Regions from separate parts of the Mus musculus genome. Here all the other regions are linked to region 1. Evidence: chromatin contacts called from public promoter capture Hi-C data. All regions are on one chromosome and are shown on one strand. The core of a region is the stretch at or near the end of the contact, and the rest is flanking DNA. Distances in the headings are between cores, read along the strand shown. Region 1 holds the start of Ucma (upper zone of growth plate and cartilage matrix associated). Region 2 holds the start of Dhtkd1 (dehydrogenase E1 and transketolase domain containing 1). Region 3 holds the start of Nudt5 (nudix (nucleoside diphosphate linked moiety X)-type motif 5). Region 4 overlaps Cdc123 (cell division cycle 123). Region 5 has its middle 33 kb from the start of Gm29857.

What was found. Promoter capture Hi-C pulls out the DNA fragments that hold promoters and counts their contacts.
Region 2: a promoter capture Hi-C map of cranial neural crest shows a contact between it and region 1. The contact joins the promoter of Dhtkd1 here to the promoter of Ucma in region 1. A contact is called at or near these places in 8 of 39 promoter capture datasets (the 3T3-L1 cell line, cranial neural crest, embryonic stem cells and 5 more) and 2 of 115 datasets of contacts at active chromatin or transcription factors (embryonic stem cells and large pre-B cells).
Region 3: a contact with region 1 is called in a promoter capture Hi-C map of hippocampal neurons, with 4 times the contacts expected there. The contact joins the promoter of Nudt5 here to the promoter of Ucma in region 1. A contact is called at or near these places in 12 of 39 promoter capture datasets (the 3T3-L1 cell line, the HPC-7 cell line, cranial neural crest and 8 more), 7 of 115 datasets of contacts at active chromatin or transcription factors (bone marrow-derived macrophages, embryonic limb bud, embryonic stem cells and 2 more) and 1 of 9 other capture datasets (embryonic stem cells).
Region 4: a contact with region 1 is called in a promoter capture Hi-C map of embryonic stem cells, with 5 times the contacts expected there. The contact joins the enhancer-like site here to the promoter of Ucma in region 1. A contact is called at or near these places in 6 of 39 promoter capture datasets (the 3T3-L1 cell line, cranial neural crest, embryonic stem cells and 3 more) and 1 of 9 other capture datasets (embryonic stem cells).
Region 5: a promoter capture Hi-C map of embryonic stem cells shows a contact between it and region 1, with 4 times the contacts expected there. The contact joins the enhancer-like site here to the promoter of Ucma in region 1. A contact is called at or near these places in 7 of 39 promoter capture datasets (the 3T3-L1 cell line, 3T3-L1-derived adipocytes, the C10 cell line and 4 more).

The regions. Positions count from the first base shown.
Region 1 is chr2:4,974,638-4,977,547 of GRCm38.p6, reverse strand. It overlaps Ucma (upper zone of growth plate and cartilage matrix associated), which reads right to left and starts at 1,426. Exons shown (of 5, transcript NM_001113558.2): 1 at 1,239-1,426; 2 at 828-893; 3 at 643-738. The coding sequence starts at 1,296.
Region 2 is chr2:5,941,411-5,944,320 of GRCm38.p6, reverse strand. Dhtkd1 (dehydrogenase E1 and transketolase domain containing 1) reads left to right here and starts at 1,529. Exons shown (of 17, transcript NM_001081131.2): 1 at 1,529-1,806. The coding sequence starts at 1,650.
Region 3 is chr2:5,843,586-5,846,495 of GRCm38.p6, reverse strand. It overlaps Nudt5 (nudix (nucleoside diphosphate linked moiety X)-type motif 5), which reads right to left and starts at 1,462. Exons shown (of 10, transcript NM_016918.3): 1 at 1,111-1,462. Cdc123 (cell division cycle 123) reads left to right here and starts at 1,319. Exons shown (of 13, transcript NM_133837.5): 1 at 1,319-1,661. The coding sequence starts at 1,588.
Region 4 is chr2:5,799,977-5,802,886 of GRCm38.p6, reverse strand. All of the region lies in intron 10 of Cdc123 (cell division cycle 123), which reads left to right. Among named protein-coding and RNA genes, the nearest start is that of Gm29984, 24 kb to the left of the region's middle. Within about 2 kb of position 1,411, at least 104 of the 459 cell types and tissues checked have an H3K27ac peak or open chromatin away from gene starts, as enhancers often do. A contact at or near this core is called in embryonic stem cells and hematopoietic stem and progenitor cells, where this site is marked.
Region 5 is chr2:5,759,350-5,762,259 of GRCm38.p6, reverse strand. No RefSeq gene overlaps it. Among named protein-coding and RNA genes, the nearest start is that of Gm29857, 33 kb to the right of the region's middle. Within about 2 kb of position 1,504, at least 8 of the 459 cell types and tissues checked have an H3K27ac peak or open chromatin away from gene starts, as enhancers often do. A contact at or near this core is called in embryonic stem cells, where this site is marked.

The sequences.
Region 1 (2,910 bases), core at 177-2,676:
ATCTGTAGACCAGGCTGGCCTCGAACTCAGAAATCCACCTGTCTCTGCCTCCCAAATGCTGGGATTAAAGGCGTGCACCACCACTGCCCAGCTCATCCTGGTCCTCTTTTTTTTTTTTTTTTAAGATTTATTTATTTATTATATGTAAGTACACTGTAGCTGTCTTCAGACACCCCAGAAGAGGGCGTCAGATCTTGTTACAGATGGTTGTGAGCCACCATGTGGTTGCTGGGATTTGAACTTCAGACCTTTGGAAGAGCAGTCGGGTGCTCTTACCCACTGAGCCATCTCACCAGCCCCCTGGTCCTCTTAAGGTGGTTTATTTTATACAGTTCTTTACTCTGATGCCACATTCAGTTCAACCAGTGGCCCACAGACAGTGAAATATGATACCGTTTCTATATTTTTATTTATTTAATTTACTAGGGACATATTCCTACCACTGTGTGCACATGGAGGTCAGAGAGCAACTTTTTGGGGCCAGTTGTCTTCTACCAAATGCAATCCAAGGACTTAATTCCACTCACTTTCACCCTTTGAGCCATCTCACTGGCCCCAGATATCGTACTACTGCTCCCAGAACTTTAATCTCTTGGGGCTTTGGTCTTCCACAGTGGGAGGGAGACCATCCAGCAGCCTTACCATTAACTTCATCTCGGGACTTAGGAGACCGCTTGCCACGCCTCTTGAGGAAATTGGAGGCATCAGATTCTTGCATGAAAATCTTCTGTTTCACACCTGAAACCAGAAAAGGGCTCTTCACACGCACATGGGATGGGGGAGCAGGATCCACCTCTCCCACATGTAGGGATCGCCCCTAGACTCACCTTCCTGCACCCCCTCTGCAGCTGCCTGCCTGCTCCCCACAGAAGCGCTGGTCCCCTCCTGTAGCACTGTAGGGTAAGGCACAAGGAAAGGTGGCAACATCAGAGGCCCCGGTGGGGCTTCGATAGTTCTGGGTGCAGTGGCTTGCCAGACTGCATATGGGGCGCTCTGCCCCTTGGCATACCATCCAGTCTTGATGGAAACCCACCATATGAGCTGGGTTGCTTCCTATTTTTTATCTTTGCTGTTTTTCTCTATTACATTATCTTTTGCACACACACAAACACACACCAAGAATAGTTTCCTTACTAAACACACCCCTCCTACCTATGCCACCTGAACAAATTTACCTATACGTAGTAAGTATTCCTGTGTAGCTAACACCACCCACCCTTTGACCCTCCCATACTCACTACACAGGAGCACCAGGGCCAAGAGAGATGACAGGAGAATGACCCGTCTCCAGGACATCTTTACAGAGCACCCCCAGAAACCACAGGACAGATAATAAGGTGAGGTATCTTGGAAGTCCCCAGTACTCTGAAGCAGCTGCCCAGTAAGTCCTCACTTCTGAGTCAGGCAGACAGGCAAGAGAGAGAGAGAAACAGAAGGCAGGAAGCCGGGATGCCACTGGGGGAGAGTGGGAGGGGTCCTGGCTGTGGTTTCCATTGGCTGCTCCAGGCCAGAACACTGGAGATGTTTTTGGCCCCTGGAAAAATCTCCACAGAAGTGGAGCTTGTGGGCCCTGGCAGGGGCAGTTTTAAACTGTCCTTGCCAACGTCCGTGCCCAAGGAGATGCTCTGAGAAATACTCAGCCTGAGTCCAAGTGGGAGAAGCAGATGGCGTGTTTGAATGAGTTCTTTGCATGTTCTCAAGATGGGGTAGGATGCTGGGAGCCACGGCTGAAACATATGGGGCCAGAGAAAGAAGGAATTTCTCAGAGATTATTTGCATCCAAATGTCAGACAAGAATGGCTCCTGATATCTGAATACAAGATGTCTGTCTGGTGAAGCTCACTGAGCCACAGGGCCATTCTGGTGACTTCTATGGGATCTCCTCACCTGATACACTGTTCCCAGGGATGATAACACAAAGTAAAACATGGAGCCCTTGGCCTAAGGAGATAGCTCAGTGATAGGGAGTATGCCTGGCAAGCCGGAGACCCTAGGTTCAACCTATGTATTATTTTTGTTTTGTTTTGTTTTTTTGTTTTTTGTTTTTCGAGATAGGGTTTCTCTGTATAGCCCTGGCTGTCCTGGAACTCACTTTGTAGACCAGGCTGGCCTCGAACTCAGAAATCCGCCTGCCTCTGCCTCCCGAGTGCTGGGATTAAAGGCATGCGCCACCACGCCCGGCCAACCTATGTATTATTTAATGAACTATATTAATATTAATGACTAGTTATAAGCATCTTTAAAACACGAAACTATGTTTGTGGAGATGCAAGAAGACAACAATAGCAAAATGCTTATACTTCTTTATAACCTGGCTGGGGAGATGGCTCAGTGTTCCAATTATGCTTGCTGCTCTCGCAGAGGACTGGAAGAGAACATCCTTGCCTCACCTCAAAGGGAGCCAGTATACTAGCACACAGACACACACACAGACACACACACACACACACACACACACACACACACAAATATAAATATAAATAAAAAAAAATACTTCTTAGCAACCACTTGCATGCAGCCCTTCGGGTCCTCTGAGCTGTGTGGAGCACTAGAACACCGTCCCTTTAACGTTTCAGTGTTTCTGGGATGGTCATCCAGCTTGCTGCAAGCTGAAGGATTGGACAACTGGAGTTTTTCCAGTAGTGATCATCATTTGAAGTGACAATTTTGGAATTTTGGTTTCCTTAAGAAACACAGAAATATGATAAGACTGTTTTCCCTCTAGTCCCAGGTGTGGGATACGGGGCTGCTTCTGAGCGACTGCCGCAGCTGACTATGATTTGCCTCGTGCTCCAGCAGAGGCATGGATTTGCCAGCTGTAGATAGTTTCTGTGATTGTGTGACATTTGGAATCTGGGGACTTTTCAGAGGGTGTATAAATGCTAGAGCCCTGAGATGTGGGTGGGTTGC
Region 2 (2,910 bases), core at 280-2,779, 970 kb before region 1:
CCATCGCAACTGCTATAAAGGAAAGCATTTCATTGGAGTTTGCTTACAGTTTCTAAAGTTTAGTCATTGTCATCATGGTAGAGAGCAAGGTGGCATGCAGGCAGACATGGAAGTTGACAGGTCTACATCTGGATTTGCACACAGCAGGAGAAGAGAGACACTGGGCCTGATTTGAACTAAAGCCCACCTCCAGGAACACACTTCCCCCAACAAGGCCACATCTTCTAATCCCTGTCAAGTAGTGCCACTCCCTTGTGACCAAGCATTCAAATCTATGAGCCTATGGGGACCACTCTTATTCAGACCACCACATCACATTAAGCAAAGTAAGCCAGGCTCAGAGAGAAAAACAAATATATATTGGAATATATATACATATACAGGCATACATAGATATAGATATATAGAATCTTAAAGGGCTGGAGAGGAACTCGAGAACCCTGGCTACTCTCCCAGAGGATCTGGCTTGGATTCCCAGTGCCCACATGGTGGCAACAGCTATCTGTTACTCCAGTTCCTGGGTGCTTATGTCCTCTTTGTGGATCCACAGGCACTGTTTGCACCTGGTGCACAGACATACATGCAGGCAAAACTCCCATAGACAGAGAGCATTATAAGAAACATGAAAATGGAAGCAGTCACATTTGGGAGGAAGGAAGAGCTAGTGGGGGCAGGGACAAGAGGAGGTTGAATGGGGTGAGGAATTTGATCAAAGTACATATACATGTGTGAAAAATGTTAAGAGGAGAACATCAGTTTCACAAATCATATATGCTAATACATTTAAGGTCTAAGTAACTACATGGCCTAGTAAGGTTGGCATTAGAACTTGTAGTCTGATACCTGCCTAGTGGAGGGCTTGTTTGGCTACTGTACCTACCTACTTCTATATGTTGGTTGATAGGGCAGCATCCTTACATCACAGCACCAATATAAAGGCCTTAGTAGGGTGGTGGTGGCCCATGCCTTTGATCCCAGCACTCAGGAGGCAGAGAGGCAGGCAGACCTCTGAGTTCAATGCCATCCTGATCTACAGGGCGAGTTCCAGGACACAGAGAAACCCTGTCTCAGGGTGAGGTTGGGGGCTGGGAGGGTGGGGCGGGAGGAGAGAAGAGGGGAGAATACAGGAGAGTAGAAGGCATCAAAGGGGAGGGACGGTAAGGAAGGACAACAGAGAACGAAGTATGAATAAAAATGCAATGTAGTGATGAAACCTATCAATTTGCAGGCTAACTTTAAAACAAGGTGAAATTGAGTTTTCTTCTCTCTCCCAAATTCTTTCTTTCTGCATTCGTTGTTTCTGTAATGAAAACTACGCGGCTGTACTCTGGAGCTTCCAGCAGAGGGTGACTATTAAGGCGGGTCGCCAGCCTTGCACGGGGTCCAAATCCAGGAGGCCTTTGACCCCGAGATCTCCCCCAAACCTACCAGCCTGTATACAAGGCGTGCCTACTCCTCAGATTCCAGCCTTTCATTGGCCCTGAGAGGCCCGCCTCTTGACCAATGAGGCCTGGGGGCGTTATCCTGGGACGGGTCCTCAGACTCACGTGGTGTGTTCGGGTCTCCTCTCCTGCACCGGACCCTCGCTCTCCTTGGTTGTAGCTCTTATTTTTCTATTCTTCCACGGCGTCTTCGACCCCAGATTGGATATGGCATCGGCCGCCACTGTGGCAGCTGCAGGGAGAGCTCTCCGCCGGGCCGTTCTGCTTCTCCGGCGCGGTTACCAGACGGAGAGGGGCGTCTATGGATACCGGCCTAGGAAAGCCAAGAGCGGAGAGCCTCGAGGCGACCGTGCACGCCCCTCAGGTTGGGGATGCAGCGGGCAGAGGGCAAGGACCAGAGGGGGCTCCTGTGCAGCTTGTGGTGGCTCCGGGGAGCTTCTGGCCTGTGAGGAATCTGGCCTTGGAGAGCAGAGGAGACAGACGGAGGGAAGCTTGGGAATTGTCAGTGTCGAGGTCTCACCAGTGTCTAACCTTCACAGTTAGACATCCCTGGCTTTGTTTCCACGTAATCTACCCATCTTTCTTATTGGGTCCTGGCTTGGGGACAGCTTCTTTTAATTTCTTTCCCTTAAAGAAGTGGGAATTTGGCTATTGGCAGAGACTGGTCTGTGGGAGGAGACACTTTCTAAGACCTCCCAGTTCTTTTGTTTGTTTGGTTTTTGTTTTTTGTTTTTCGACTCTGTATAGCCCTGGCTATCCTGGAACTCACTTTGTAGACCAGGCTGGCCTCGAACTCCCGCCTCCTGAGTGCTGGGATTACAGGCGAGCGCCACCACGCTCCGCTGACCTCCCAGTTCTTAAGTGGATTTTCAGGGCCAACTGTGTGACATCTCTGTGCTGCTGCTGCTTCTTCTTCTTCCCCTTGGTTTTTTTGTTTGTTTGTTTGTTTGTTTTTGTTTTGTTTGTTTTTCGAGACAGGGTTTCTCTGTATAGCTCTGGCTGTCCTGGAACTCACTTTGTAGACCAGGCTGGCCTCGAACTCAGAAATCCGCCTGCCTCTGCCTCCCGAGTGCTGGGATTAAAGGCGTGCGCCATCACTGCCAGGCTCCTCTTTAACTTCTAAGAGCCTGATTAGACCTTTGACTCTTTCTTCACACTTAGGAACTTTAGTACTTTGCTATTTACCCCGGGACCACTAAAAATAAACCTCATCTCATTCATTTGTATGCAGTCAATTTTTTTTTTCTTTGAGACCGTGTTACTCTGTGGAGCCCCGGCTATCCAGGAACTAGCTATGTAGACCCCAGAGGCCTCAAACCCTGAGATCTGCTTGCCTCCACCTCCTTAGTGTGGGACTAAAGGTGTGTGCCACCACGACCTGCTATCATGGACCAGCTATAGTGGAATATTTTTAGGGAAAGCATTTTGATCAACTAGATTGTTAATTCTGGCTTTGCAAGCTATATTT
Region 3 (2,910 bases), core at 213-2,712, 870 kb before region 1:
AGAGAGACTATGTATCAAAACAACAAACAAGCAACAAAACCCAGGATTGATTAATTCTGGATACCACCATTCTTAAATAAGAAGCTCTGCTATCCACAACACATCATTATACACTGCAACATTATAAACCATTGATCTTGATTTTGGAAGGTATTCTTTAAGCAATGCTTCCAACCACTTTACCTGTAACATTTCAAACAATGTATACCTCTCCTGTGTGTGTGTGCACGCGCGAGCACGAATTCTAATTCAAAATACAGAGGATTCTGTTCATCAGTTCTAACAAATACCTTTCTAAAGAGGTCAACAGTGGCTGGGGTTTTTCCTCTCTCTCTAATTTAAACTGCTTAGATGCGCTGTGGAAAATGCAATTTATTTTTCTGTGAGGGTGAGTATCAGAAATGTGGTGCTTCTGGACAAATACGTGCTTGGAACATGCCCAAGGCTTCTACATTACAGGAAGCACCAGAGGGTTTGAAAGGCCTGTCTCTTGCAGCTGGTGATTTTTTTCCTTTTTTTTTTTTTTTTTTAAAAAGAAACTGAACTTTGTAGGATGATAGATGGAAAAAGGAGTAGGGAGAAAAATGATATCACAAGTTGTCGTATACAAACTCTTCCAACCTTTTACGATTTCATCATTGCAGAGACATTGATAAAAATATGTGCTTTTTCCACACTGGTAACTTTTTCGGAATTGGACTAAACTTTAAGCTTAAAAGACACAACTTTCCCCTTTTTCTTGATTTCTCAGACGAACATCGCTTCTTTCATCTTCAGGATCGTAAAATACCACCCTCCTCCCCAGAATCGTGCATGCGGGACTTCTTCCCTGTGTCTCTAAAATCTACTTTCCGGAATGAGAAGGGGCCATCCTTCTTGTAGATGCCTCAACTGATGTGTTCCAACATTTACTGTGCTGTTCCCAGGTTCCTCTCGTAGCCCAGGCTGGTCCGCCTGGATCCCGGGTTCTCGTCTCGCGCTCAGGCGCAGACGCGGAGACACGCGCGCGCGGCGGGCTGTACTCTGGGCACCATCGGTTGTGCTCGCGCCCTTTTTTCCCTTCCCCTCTCCAAGGACACTTAGTACCGAGGTTGGCTCGCGCCCACTTACCTACACTAAACTGTGGGATGTGGAAGGGATTGAGGAGGAAAGGAAAAAGGATCAGGCAGAAGCTGCAGTCTCCGTAGAATCAGGCGCCACCGCTAGAGACACCGGCGCCTCTCGTGGTGCAAGGAGGATGTGCACACGTCCTCCTCCAGGCACCCGTAGAAGCTCAGCTAGCTTCAGATGATTACCTTCCGGGTCGAGGTGCATACAGACGAAAGCGGAGATGTAAGCTTCCTAAAAATCTACGCTTTCGTGCCTCTTCTCTGCGGACTCAGATCTCTGTGTGTCTTGCGCGTCTGTGTGGGCACGCTAAGCATACAGTCTACCATGGCTCTAGAGTCTAGCGCCAGCGGACTTTTACGGACCGGAAGAGTCCTTTCTTTAAGACGGCTCGGTCGGCACTTCCGGAAGTGCTGCGCAGGGTTCCGGGAGAGGGCTGGCGGGAGAGGGAAAGGCGGCTATTGACGCGGCAGCTGGAGAATGAAGAAGGAGCATGTTAGTCACTGTCAGTTCTCCGCGTGGTACCCACTTTTCCGAAGCCTTACCATCAAGAGGTAACCTATCCCGGAGTCAAACCGGGGGGTTTGGGTAAATCCCATCCCTTCAGAAAACTAAACAAAATCCGCAGGCCTTCTACTCAGTGGGAGCGACTGTGTCGAGCTGCGGATTTTCTATTGGCTTTGACGGAGCAAGATTAACAAGTAGATCAGTGTTTGCCGTGCGTCCTGTTCGGAATCAAAGAGCGAGTCGAGGGAGGTAGGGAGGCGGTGGGGGTCCTCGGTAGGGTAGATTGAAATAGATACTTTGGGAATTGTCAGAAGCGCAAGGCAATAAACAAAACAAAACTGGAGACTTTGCCTGCTGCTGACCGACAACCCCCTCTGGTGAGAGTTGCGTTCCATCATTGTACAATGAGAACAGTGATACAGACGGTACCTCCAAGTCTGGATGAAGCTCCAGTTTGGTAGTGTGTATAGGTTGCATTGCTACTGACGATCCAGTGTTCTGAGAAGAAGCAACCCATCTGGAGAGAAAGTGGGATCGTTTGGTTTTTGGTTTTGGGTTTTTTTTTTTTTTTTTTTTTTTTTTTTGATTTTTGAGACAGGGTTTCTCTGTGTAGCCCTTGCTGTCCTGGAACTCACTTTGTAGACCAGGCTGGCCTCGAACTCAGAAATCCACCTGCCTCTGCCTCCCAAGTGCTGGGATTAAAGGCGTGAGCCACCACCGCCTGGCTGAGAAGGTGGGATCCTATTCTCTAGTTCTCTGGCCTGGAACAAGGAATCTGTCCAGGTTTGCAGAATGCCCACGGTGAATTGGTGCATCCAAAAACAAAACAAAACAAAACCACAAAAAACAAAATCCTGCCCCCAAGAATTAGATTGTAGAGTCAGAACCCTCTGTCTGGCTTTGAATTCTGGTTCTATCAGCATCTTCAGCAAATTACTTAATCTCTCTAAACCACATTTGAAAACTTAGAAACATAATAGGATTGTCATGAGAATTGCAAAAGAAAAAAAATACTTAAAATGTTGCCACTCTTTTGTAGCACATAGTAAACACATGAAAAATGTTGCCTGTTACCTTTTGGATTTAATAAAGCCTCATTAAAGTGAATTTTTTTTTTTTTAATTTTATTTATTTTATTATTATATGTAAGTACACTGTAGCTGTCTTCAGACACACCAGAAGAGGGAGTCAGATCTTGTTACGGATGGTTGTGAGCCACCATGTGGTTGCTGGGATTCGAACTCTGGACCTTCGGAAGAGCAGTCGGGTGCTCTTACCCACTGAGCCATCTCACCA
Region 4 (2,910 bases), core at 162-2,661, 830 kb before region 1:
CCTAGCCCCAGATTAACACTTTTAACTTAAATTTATTTTTTATCTAATATATAAAAACATAAATTGGATATGAATTTAATGTTTGAGTGCATGTCTGCATCATGTCCTGTTTAGTTCTGGATTCCTTACATAAGTGAACTAATCCAGGCAAAGGGCAAGTACTACATGATTTCATTCATATGGGAAACCAAAGGAGTTCCTACTCAAATGTTTGTCATCCCTTTATGGTAAGAACATTCAAAATTCTCCCGTTTCTGGCCTGAGTTTACTGAACTGACAGCACATCCTCATTGTCTGGCAGGCACCCCAGCCTCCAGGATAGGTATAAGTGTCACTAGAGACGTTGGAGGTGACAGTATCCTATCCCAGTAGTTAAATGTTGGAGGCCCCAATGGTCTCCCCTCTGTGCAGTAGCATACAGAACTTCTTATTCTTCTTTATTAACTATTGATCATCTTCTGCCACGTCGCTCCCCACACCAGCCTCTGGTAGCCGTCTTTCTACCCTTGACCCGTGGAAGATCCCTGGTTGAGTTCACATATGAATGAGATCCTGTGGTATTTGCCCTTTTTCCTGGATTAGTTCACTTACATTACGCCTCCCAGTTCATCCGCATTGCCCCAGAGTACTAGGCAGCTATGTTTCTTATTGCTCAACAGTTCTGTTGTGTGTTTGGACCACATTTTCTTTATCTATTTGTCTGCACTTCCAGGTTGTTGTGGGTAGTGTGGAAATTGAGATTGGGGGACAACTGTTCTTTCAGGTATTCACGTCTTTGGATGTATGCCCAAGAACTGGGATGCTGGGTCATATGGTGTGTCTGTTTTTAATCTCTTTATTTATTTACATTGATCGTGTGAGAACATGGACTTGAGTGTGCTTCTGTCTTTCCACCATGTGGGTTCCTGGGATCAAGCCCAGGACCTCAGGTTTGTCAGCAAGTGCCTTCAAAGGCCGAGCCTCCCTAGGAGCCTCTTTAACTTTGTAGGGCACTTGCATGCTCTTCCTCAGCTAGACTAGCTTACCTTCCTCCCCACAGTCCGTGAGGACTCCTGGTCCCCAGATCCTTGCCAGTGCTTGTCGCCTTGGTACTTCTGGCTGGTGAGAGGCAGGTTCTCTGAAGACACATGTGAACACAGCACACATGCACACAATCACAAACACATCTGAAAGGACAGGGGAGCAGAGGTCGAGACAAGGAAGGATGCTTGGGAAAGTTCCAGCTGGACGGAAAGAAACCTCCGAGGCCTGGGAAGCAGGGTGAGTTCATAGACAGACATCTGATCCCGCAGGCAGGAGTCGCTTCTCTGCTTCCTGGTAAAGACGTTGGCAGCCTGCTGTGTGTGTCTGTGCTGTGCTAGCTGCTGTACTGCCCACAGGAAGCATCAAACAAGATAGCCTTGAACGTTGGAGGAAGTTATCTTGATGTGGAAGTGGCAGACTTGTGTTCGCGAGGTGTGGCCTGTGGCAGGCAGCATCTAGGCAGTTAGAACAGGGTAAAACCAGCCTTTTGTCTAGAACACGCTCCCTTCCCGGAAGGCTTTTATTATCATTTAGTTCTGTATCTCAGTCTGTATATGCTGTGGGGTAAGTGTTATCTGCCTGCAGTGTATAGATACTAAACTAGTTATTTCATATCGGCAGTTGAAAATGTTGGAACCTGCCAAGCTGCCTCCTGTCCCTGGCAAATGTCCTGATCACTAACTCAGTGGGGCTGACAGGTAGACGCAGCTGTTTAGCCTGTAAAAGAGTTGAGGAATTAAAGTGAAGTTGGACGAGTATATAAGTAATGGTAGCTGAGATCCTGCAGATCTGAAAAAGAGTTCATTTTTAAAAGCGAGAAGCATGCCAGTCTAAACATCCTGACAGTTTCCGTTCCGAGATTTAGACCATATTGTAAAACCCATTTGCATTTACTCAATGGTACGTGTATCAGAGTTTGTTAGACACTTTCTTGAATATATTATTTTGTGGCTATTCTTGTAGAAAGCTCACTCGTGTCTGTAAGTAGTTTGGCTCGTGACATATAACTGAAGTGTTTGTACCTAGTGACACTTTGGCGTGTCTATGTTTATTGTTGTTGGGCAACTTGATTCAGGGCTGTAGAGTCTTAACTGTTCTATGCACATCAGGTCAGTAGCCCACCCATTCTGTGAGTCTAGGATGGACACTGGGTAAGGTTTCAGAAGCCCCCTCAGGGATGATGATGTACGGCTAGAATTTAAAATCCTTATTTACATTGTGTGTGTGTATATAAGAGAGAGACACACAGAGGCAGAAGGTGGGGGGGTTTCACTGCATAGCTCTAGCTAGCTCAGAACTCACTATGTAGAGCAAGTTGGCCTGGAACTCACAAAGATCCATCTGCCTCTTATTTTAGAGTCTTAGAAAATCAATGTTGTTCCTTTCTAGTCTTTTCCCTGTGACTTGTGTTGCTGATAACTTGTTTTATTGCTTTCTGGACAGAATGTTGTTTAATTTTGAGTCTTGCTATTGTAAGTTTGGCTTTGTAACTTGATCATGCCAAACAAAGGAAGTCCAGCGTGTGCTGTGTTCTGCAGACTCATGGATCTAGACCAGGCTTGTTGCTGAAATATGTAGCTTTGGAAGCAAACGCGCATCCTTTTCAGATCAAACACATTTTCGGGGAAGGGATAGAATTACAGATGAGCAATACTGGCAGGGGTTCTTTGTGCTATTTCTTTATTTTTTATATGGAGACTTTATCACATGGGGAAAAAATCTTTCCCAATTTTTTTTCCTTTGGCCACTTGATTTTTTAGTTATTGAGCAACCGTGCATGTTAAAATCTTTTGGTTTCTAATTGTGTTGGTTTTTTAGTAATATATTTTGAAGTTGTGTTTTTAGATAACACTAATTCTATTTTGATGAAACATGATATAAATAAAA
Region 5 (2,910 bases), core at 255-2,754, 780 kb before region 1:
ATGCCCTGGAACTGGAGTTACAGATGGTTGTGAGCCACCATTGGAATGCTGAGATCAGAACCAGTGTCTCCTGTAAGAGGAGCAGTTTTAGCTGCTGAGCCATTTCTTCACTCACAGACACGCTTTCTCAGTGGCATCTGCGGCTTGAAGATTGGACTGGTAAGCCCCAGGATCCCCCTGTCCACCTCCTGGTCCTGGAATTACAAGTGCATGCCGCTATACCTGACTTTATGGGGGTGCTGGGAATTGAACTCAGGTCCTTGAGCTCGCACAGCAGGTTCTTTACTGATTGAGATGTCTTCCCAGGCCTCTTGCACCTTTCTTACACACATGGCAGCAGGCCAATGGGATCCAGAAAATTCCTCTATGGATTTCATCTCAGGTGACCCTAGGCTGCGTCAAGCTGACAACTGACATTAATAGTACAATCACTGAGTTCCACCCCCAGCTGCGAGGCTGACTGGTGTGGAAGAGAATTGAGGCAAGACCTACAGGGCTTGGGACCACAGTAGTTTTTCTCCAGGGGACTCACTGCAAGTTCAGTGCATTGCTACAACTGTCTCCTGTGTACAAGTGTCCATATTTCCAAATAGAGACATAAATGAGGATGTTTACCACTTCAGGAGCCCGCTGCCCAGGTCCCTAAGGTGGCCTCTAAGTGTTCACCCAGCTCAGAAAGGTCTTGGTGAGCAGTCTCGAGAATGATCTAGAAAGCTTAGCTGCTGTCTTGGAACACCCAGTCTGTGACATGTTGGGGCCACACCATGGTCTTCAGCTAGAAATAGATTACTTTGGAGGGAGGGTGGGGTGGTTTTTCTCTGTGAAGCAATGGAAAACACTTGTGGATTAAATGAAGCAGGAAAGCCAGTTGATGGTTGGGGTGAAAGAAAGACTTTGTTTTATATGGTTTAAAACCACAAAGGATTGGTAAAACAGGCCACGTGGGCTTGTCTGGGAGATGAAGAACATGGTTCCCTGTTTATTGGTTTAATAGCAATTAGCCACCCTCAGAATCTTGCTGAGGATCTTGGTTGCCTGGTGGAACATTGCTTTCATTACGTGGTGGCTGCTCCGGGCCTGCACTCCTGCCCTGTGAAAGCTCCTTTTCCTTCCCCTTGGGGGGGGGGGATCTCCGTTTTCAAGGGCCTTTCTTTTCAAAGACCTTCCTTCACTTGGAATAATCTTACATTTCTAATCTCTGGATTTTTTTTTTCTTTTTCTTTTTCTTTATGTTGCTGGGGATGAAGCCCAGGGCCTCACTCACTTAGCTCTCCACATCTGGTCCGATCTATCCCTCAGCCTTCATCAGTGAGCTCTGAGCAGTACAGCCTGGCTTCTGGAACATTCCATCTTTGTTGTGGATGGGCCTGGTGCTATTTGTATTTCGATGCTAATTCCATTCTCCTGGGAGGGGTTGTGGACAAGGAGTGAGTCACATACCAGGTGACTTCTTGTGAACCAATCCTCTAATGAATAAAGGAGCCAATCACTGGGTGAGTAGGTGGGACTTCCGGATTGGATGGCGGAAGAGAAAGAGAAGAGAGGTAGGGGCATTTGGAACGGGAATAGAGTAAGGGCAAGATGTAACTGCTAGAGTTTCCCGGTATCATAGTGGATCTGCCAGGATTTGCCACTGGAGGAATCAAATTTAATAAGGCTTACAAGATTGGGTTTTAGTTGTTGTGCCCAGAGAATGAGTTACCATTGTTTCTGAGCTAAGTTTGTGTGGTGTTTTTCTTCTCATGGCATTTCAACTGGGTTCCAGTGAGGACGGTATGGCGGCAAAGCATGGGTTTGCCAGATGTGCAAAGGCTGTGAGGGCTTTGAAGCATAGGGCTGGCATGGTAGCGACCCTGTGCTTCAAAAAAAGGTCAAGATAAAAAAGGACAGCCATTGCCCACCAGTGCATGCCTGGTCATGCCGCCGGGGCAGAGAGTTGCTGGCACAAGCACAGGAACATGCCGGTTCGTTTTTAATATTTCCCGCAACACATCCTCACCTGTCCCAGTGCATGCTACCCTGTGGCTACCCTGCTTACCTAAACTACCTTCTTATCATGCTGCCTCTAATGTTTCATGAGCCACCCTTTATGTGAAGTCATGCTAGACTCGTTTTCCTTAGCTCCCCCAGATGAAGGCTCTATGGTCAGTGTATTAACTAAGTATATAGGCTTGGCTGGGGGGCTGCGGCTGGCCTAGCATACCCAAGGCCCTGGGTTCAATCCCCAGTACTGCAAAAATGAATGAATAAACAAATAAATAAACACTGTCTGGCCTTGGCTACTGATTACCTTCCCCTGTAAATGGTCAGTTCCGAAGAGTCGGCAGGTTGTGACCATCCTTCTTAGATTTGCTAAGACGCTGGCACGGGTCTAGTTGCTGGTCCTCACTGAACATCAGGAAATGCCCTCTCCTCTCTGAAGTGGCTCCAAATTTACCCACTAGTGCCTGTTTGAGTCGCCCTAAATTGATGAGATGGGAACAATGTAACAATGGCAATGGTGATCTCCCCCAATGACCGACTGAGATGGGGACAATGTAACAATGGCAATGGTGATCTCCCCCAATGACCGACTGAGATGGGGACAATGTAACAATGTAATAATGACAATGACAATATCCCACAGTGATTGAGGTGGAGACAAAGCTGGAGAACAAAATAATTGGAAGAGAACAATAGAGATTTAAATGGCCATAGAAAGAACCAAGCTTTGGGGGTACATACCTGTCATCCCAGCACTTGGAAAATAGAGACAGGAAGATTGGAAGTTTGAGTTTAGCCTGGGCTACTAGTGAGTTCAAGGGCTACATAAGGGGGACTCTATCATAAACTGAAGTCTTTGGAAAAAAGGAAGGGAAAAATGAGGAGTTGCTTCACAGGTATAGAGTGTCTGTTTTATCAGGTGAAACA